Linked DNA regions of Rattus norvegicus: region 1 is linked to region 2. A link is a contact called in public Hi-C data. All regions are on one chromosome and are shown on one strand. Each heading gives the region's core, a stretch centred on a gene start, on an enhancer-like site or on the middle of the called end of the contact. The rest is flanking DNA. Distances are from core to core; before and after follow the strand shown. Region 1 overlaps Mogat2 (monoacylglycerol O-acyltransferase 2). Region 2 overlaps Uvrag (UV radiation resistance associated).

What was found. Hi-C and Micro-C count contacts between places; a contact is called where the count stands out from the background.
Region 1: a contact with region 2 is called in a Hi-C map of liver, with 6 times the contacts expected there. The contact joins two enhancer-like sites. A contact is called at or near these places in 6 of 12 Hi-C or Micro-C datasets (the A7r5 cell line, hepatocytes, kidney and 2 more).

The regions. Positions count from the first base shown.
Region 1 is chr1:162,943,800-162,946,680 of GRCr8, forward strand. All of the region lies in intron 2 of Mogat2 (monoacylglycerol O-acyltransferase 2), which reads right to left. It overlaps LOC120099888 (a long non-coding RNA gene), which reads left to right. Exons shown (of 6, transcript XR_010060689.1): 3 at 100-187; 4 at 1,920-1,988. Among named protein-coding and RNA genes, the nearest start is that of Mogat2, 13 kb to the right of the region's middle. Within about 2 kb of position 1,437, at least 5 of the 93 cell types and tissues checked have an H3K27ac peak or open chromatin away from gene starts, as enhancers often do. A contact at or near this core is called in liver, where this site is marked.
Region 2 is chr1:162,796,492-162,799,289 of GRCr8, forward strand. It overlaps Uvrag (UV radiation resistance associated), which reads right to left. Exons shown (of 15, transcript NM_001401542.1): 5 at 1,111-1,185. Among named protein-coding and RNA genes, the nearest start is that of Uvrag, 56 kb to the right of the region's middle. Within about 2 kb of position 1,395, at least 4 of the 93 cell types and tissues checked have an H3K27ac peak or open chromatin away from gene starts, as enhancers often do. A contact at or near this core is called in liver, where this site is marked.

The DNA of each region.
Region 1 (2,881 bases), core at 187-2,686, 150 kb after region 2:
TACCATCTTGAAATCAACATACAACCCACAATTCTCACCGAGGGTGTATTTCTTATGGCCCAAAAAATATTTTAAGTTTTACCCCTGAGACCATTACAGAGTTGAAGACATTATGCCCACACGAGGCCCTGGGAGCTGAAAAGAGTGTTGGATTGGACAAACATTCCCAGCACTGACTTTGTGCCAGGTATGGTACACACACCTACCCACTTTGTCCTTCACTGTCACCCCGGAGAGCAATGTTGGTATTCGTGCCCCGTTGTACAGAGGAGGAAACTGAGACGCATGGCCCTTCTTTGGCTCACACAGCTACTGAGGGAGCGGAGCTGGGCTAAGCCTGGGCACCCTAGCTCCAAACGCAAAGCCCTCCCAGATGCTGTGTGAATGGCTGTGGGAGTTAATGAAGTGGGGGTGTGCTCCAGTCAGGCCCCCTGCACTGGTGACCTGGGGAACTGGGATGGCTAGAGAGAAAAGAGGGGATGGGTAAGGGCTTAGGTTGCAGGAGCTTGCAGGCCATTGCAAAAGTGAGTTTTGTCCCAAAGAAGGGTGCACTGTGGAGCAAGTGGAGTGCAGAAAAAGAAAGGCTCATGGTTGCACTTATGGTAGAGGGAAGGAGGAATGAGTCAGAGGGGGGAGTTTAGGACCCAGAACACAGGTTCTGGAGCAGTGGTCCTCACTAAGGGGAGCACATTTGCCATCTCCTACCCCTGTCTATGGACATTTGGTTGTCACAGCTGAAGGCAACGGGGCTGGCACATAGTAGGTAGTTGCCAGGGTGAGAACAGTCAGAAACGAGGGCTTATCTAGCCACGGTTGTCATTAGGGATTGAGAAAGGCTGCTGGAAGCTACTGGCTGGGAGGGACAGCAGTGGGGTGAGAGGTGGTCCACATCCCTCCAAGCTGACTCAGACAATGATCTGTGTGACGTGTCCAGGAATTCCTGACCCCAGGTCAGGGTCCTGGCCACAGAACTTGGTCCTGCCTAAGATCTTGGCCTGTGTAGACAGTGTTTATTCTGGGTGATGAAATCTCCACAGGGACACCCAGCTCCTGGGCCCACCTTTCACATGTGGTGAGGACTGCTCCCTCTCCGAGAACTGCCTGACACCCCACCGCTAGGTCTTAGAGAATCAGTAAAGGTGCAGTGTTCTGATTTTGTTTGATATTTTCACCCCTGGGAGCTAGTTTGCAAAATCATGGTAACAAGCAAAACGTGAAAGCCATCAGAAGAACACTTTGTTGGATGGGGAGTGCAAAGGCTTGGGGGGTGGGGTGGGGTGCAGCAGAGCTGGAAAAGAAAAGAGCCTAGAAGGGAGAGACGACACAGTACCCTGCGAGGTCGGCGGAAAAGATAGTCTGCAAGCTACAGCCCACTCCTGGTCACTCCGATCTTAGACCAGGCACATCCCAAGAAACCAACATGAGACCAGCATCTCACCCTCTGCTGGCCATCACCAGTATTGCCTGCCCCAGGCGGGTGCTTCTGCACAGAGCCTGAGGTAGGCAAAAAACAGACAGCCCCCGACTGTGGAAGGATCAGGAAGATGGTGAACATCCCCTGTCAGCCCTGCTGCCAGAAAGCCAAGTGGGCAGAGGCAGATGCCCTCTAGAGCCCTTGGTTACCCAGATCTGGAAAGTGTCACTTCTGGAGGCCTCCAGGAAGCCCCACTAACCTGAACCTTCTCTTCAGTCACTACTCAGGCTAAATTTTACTGTGGTCACACTGAACAACCATTTCCGGCTCAGGAGGCCTCTGGACGAGCAACTGGCCTCTGCCTGTGCTGTCCCCTTTACAAAAAGGTCTTTTCTCTGTTTTGCTCAGGACTATACCTCACAAAGAGAAAGAGAAGCCAGCGCCAGGATCTGCAAAACTCAGCAGAGCCCAGAACTAACCAGGCTTCCTTTGATGCCTCTTACAGGTTCCCAGATCACAGATTGCACACTGTCCCGGAGAACCCAGACCTCCCCAACACAGGGCCTAGAGAGAGGTGAGGCAGGGGAGGGGAGTCAGAATCACAGTTCAGAGGCCCTGGAGTGAGGACTTGGGACTCTGCCCTAGACATGCTCTTGGGTTCCAACAAGCTATGCTTGTGCTGTGCTGTGCTGTGCTGTGCTGTGCTATGCTGTGCTGTGCTGTGCTGTGCTGTGCTGAGCTGAGCTGTCTGAGCTGTGCTGTGCTGTGCTGAGCTGAGCTGTCTGAGCTGTGCTGTGCTGTGCTGTGCTGAGCTGTGCTGTGCTGAGCTGTGCTGTGCTGTGCTGTGCTGTGCTGTGCTGTGCTGAGCTGTGCTGTGCTGAGCTGTGCTGTGCTGAGCTGTCTGAGCTGTGCTGTGCTGTGCTGTGCTGTGCTGTGCTGAGCTGTGCTGTGCTGTGCTGTGCTGTGCTGTGCTGTGCTGTGCTGTGCTGTGCTGAGCTGTGCTGTGCTGTGCTGTGCTGTGCTGTGCTGTGCTGTGCTGTGCTGTGCTGTGCTGTGCTGTGCTGAGCTGTGCTGTGCTGAGCTGAGCTGTCTGAGCTGTGCTGTGCTGTGCTGTGCTGTGCTGTGCTGTGCTGTGCTGAGCTGTGCTGTGCTGTGCTGTGCTGAGCTGTGCTGTGCTGTGCTGTGCTGTGCTGTGCTGTGCTGAGCTGTGCTGTGCTGAGCTGTGCTGTGCTGTGCTGTGCTGTGCTGTGCTGAGCTGTGCTGTGCTGTGCTGTGCTGTGCTGTGCTGTGCTGTGCTGTGGAGATCTTGGGAGGAACCCCTGAAGAATAAACAAATCTGAGGAGTGGAAGTGAGCACTCATGCATCTGAGTCACCCAAGCTGGTCCAGGCTCCCTCCCATTGAACACTAAAATGTTCAGTGCCCTGGATTGACAGTCCCTGCTAGCCCACCCTGTTTCATGCCAGCC
Region 2 (2,798 bases), core at 145-2,644:
GACAGACAGCATCCGAGTGTGGCATCCACATAACAGAGGTAATGAACAACAGGGTTTCTGAGCAGAAGCAACATGAAGACTTTGCAGGAGAAGGGAGTTTTGGTTTGGTTGGTTGATTTTGTTTTGTTTTGGTAAAACTCATCAGAGTAGGGAGAGCAGACTCTGGCACATACCCAACACCTCAGCTCAGCCACTTTAGACCCTATGGAGTTCATCCTCCCGATCATGAGATGCCAAGAAGACCAGCACGGTGGTTTGTGGCAAGTGCTAACCAGGATGAAGATGCCGAGTCAGCCCCTGCCATAGGGATGCTCACAGAAGGCCCTTGCTAACAATGGGCTCTGCCTCGCCTTCCTCTCCTCACTTTTGGATGCAGAGACAGCAATGGCTACAAAAGAGCTTCAATTTCAGTTTCCTTCTTTCTCTCTTTTGAGGCAGGATCTCACTGTGTGCCTCAAGCTCCCAAGGATGCACCTGCCCCTGCTTCCCACTGGCTGGGATTAATGGCTGTGCAATATATCTGCTACTTGGGTTTCTTAGGCTTGCTGAGATGATAAACATGACTGAACACGTCCATTAAACTCTTCCATTTAGACAAAAGTCACCTTGTTTGTTCTGGGGGAGGGCAGGACTGGAGAGTGGGACCTGGGCTTCCAGCATGGTGGTAAAGCCCCCACTGCTGAGCAACATCCCCGGCCTGTTTCATCTTCAGACAGGGCCTACCAAGGCTTCCTAGGCTGGCCTTGAACTCTGAACCTCGGCAGGATCTGACCTTTAAGTGGCTAGGAAGTGGCTAGGATTGCAAGATTAAGCCACCACACCCAGCTCACTACTCTCTTAATCCCCTAATAATTGTGTAGAAAGTAGCTAGCTCAGGTTTCCCTTTGAGGAATATAATCAGGGTTTAGAACCGACTTCTCAGAGTGCTTGTGTGTCCTGTGAAACATGCTCTCAACACAGAAGGCATTTGTCCAAGCCACCCCGAACACTGGGCTCACAGTGACACTTAAAACATGCTTCTCTTTACTCAGCTCTTCTCAAGAGTCTGGTTTCCCAGGTGCAAAGCACCTGCATTTACCAAAACTCAGACCATCCAGAGACGCCTCTTACCTTGTGTTCAAATGGAGCACCGTAGTAGCCATCGTTCAGCCCAAAAATGATTTCATTCTGGTTGCGGGCATGGATCTAAGAAAGGAGGAAAACACACTATTAGTTGATCTTATTCCAGAGGCCAGAACATGACAGCTGTAACCCGCCCATTTCCACAACGACAGGCAGGCAGTTCTGTCTAAACAAAGGGGCAACAAAGAAAGCAGATCTCAGTGAGTGACAGAGGAGAAAGTCCATCTAGTCAAAAGCCTCACAATCACTGTGTGAGACTACTGGAGCCAAGAGTGGTTGTCACAATACTGCTTACCTTGGAAGGACTGGAGGGGGGTGGTGCAGGGGTGGTGTGGTGTGGGGGTGTTTGTGCAGGGAGAGGACAGTGGCAAACCACATATGCTCTGATTTAGTTTAAAAAATAAATTTAAAAACTCTACAAATGCTTTAAAATTATGATGTCGGATTAACTTTTACTTCCTATTCTTTTTGAGGTCAATTGCCCCATGCTGCAGTCAGTGTGCCCCAGACACATGACCTCACCTGCAAGGCCTGAAGACTACAACTTAGAAGGATTAAAGAACAGGGACTAGAGAGGGCTCATGCTTAAGAAACCAGCTGCTTCCAGAGGACCAAGATTCCATTACCACAACCCACATAAGCGACTATAGCTCTAGTCCCAGAGATTCAACCTCCTTCTGCCCTCCATGAACACAATACACACAGTGTACAGACATACAACAGTCCAACACCCATACACATAAAGTAAAAATAAATCTTTTTTAAAAAGCAGATTAAAGGGACTGGAGAGATGGCTCAGTGGTTAAGAGTACTGACTGCTCTTTCAGAGGTCCTGAGTTCAAATCCCAGCAACCACATGGTGGCTCACAACCATCCGTAATGAGATCCGATGCCCTCTTCTGGTGTGTCTGAAGACAGCTACAGTGTACTCATATATAATAAATAAAAAAATCTTTAAAAAAAAAAAAAGCAGATTAAAGAGTAGTGAGACCGGTGGCACAGACCTGTAATCCTAGCTCTGTGGGAGGGGAGCAAAGGCAGGAAGATCATAAGTTCATATGTGCTTCATATTGAGACCCTGTCTCAGAGAACACATGGAGGGTAGGGTGGGCAAGGAAGAAGAACTGAGATCTAAAATAAGAACTATGAAATGAACACCCAGATTTATTTCTTTTATCAGAAAGAATTGTAATATTTTTTTAAAAGGCCCTGCTTTTGAAATGAAATTAAGAAAGTGAAGGTTACAAAAGGGTGAAAACATGGGCTTCAGTCAGTGGATCCATCAGCAGACAAGCCCTGTGAGCACCGGACTCCATCTCCCTCCTTCCATGAACCACACACTTCCCGTTTACCTGGTTGCTTACTGAACCAAACACAGAAACAGCATAATGGTTCTGTAATCACCAATGTGTAATGACCATCATAAATCAAGCAAGAAGTTTTCTTCTTCTTCTCAGACAAAATATTTCAAAAATCAGTTTCAAGATTAGATGGGTCTGGAACTTTAGAAAAATATGTACCTAGAGAAAGAAGACTAAAATTATGCTCATCAAAACGTTAGCAACTGTAGCCAGGAGTGATCTCACTGGCCCCAAAACAACTATTACCTTTTTTTAAGTGTTTTTGTCTATTTAAAAAATTTTTATTAATTTTTATTTATATGAGTACACTGTTGC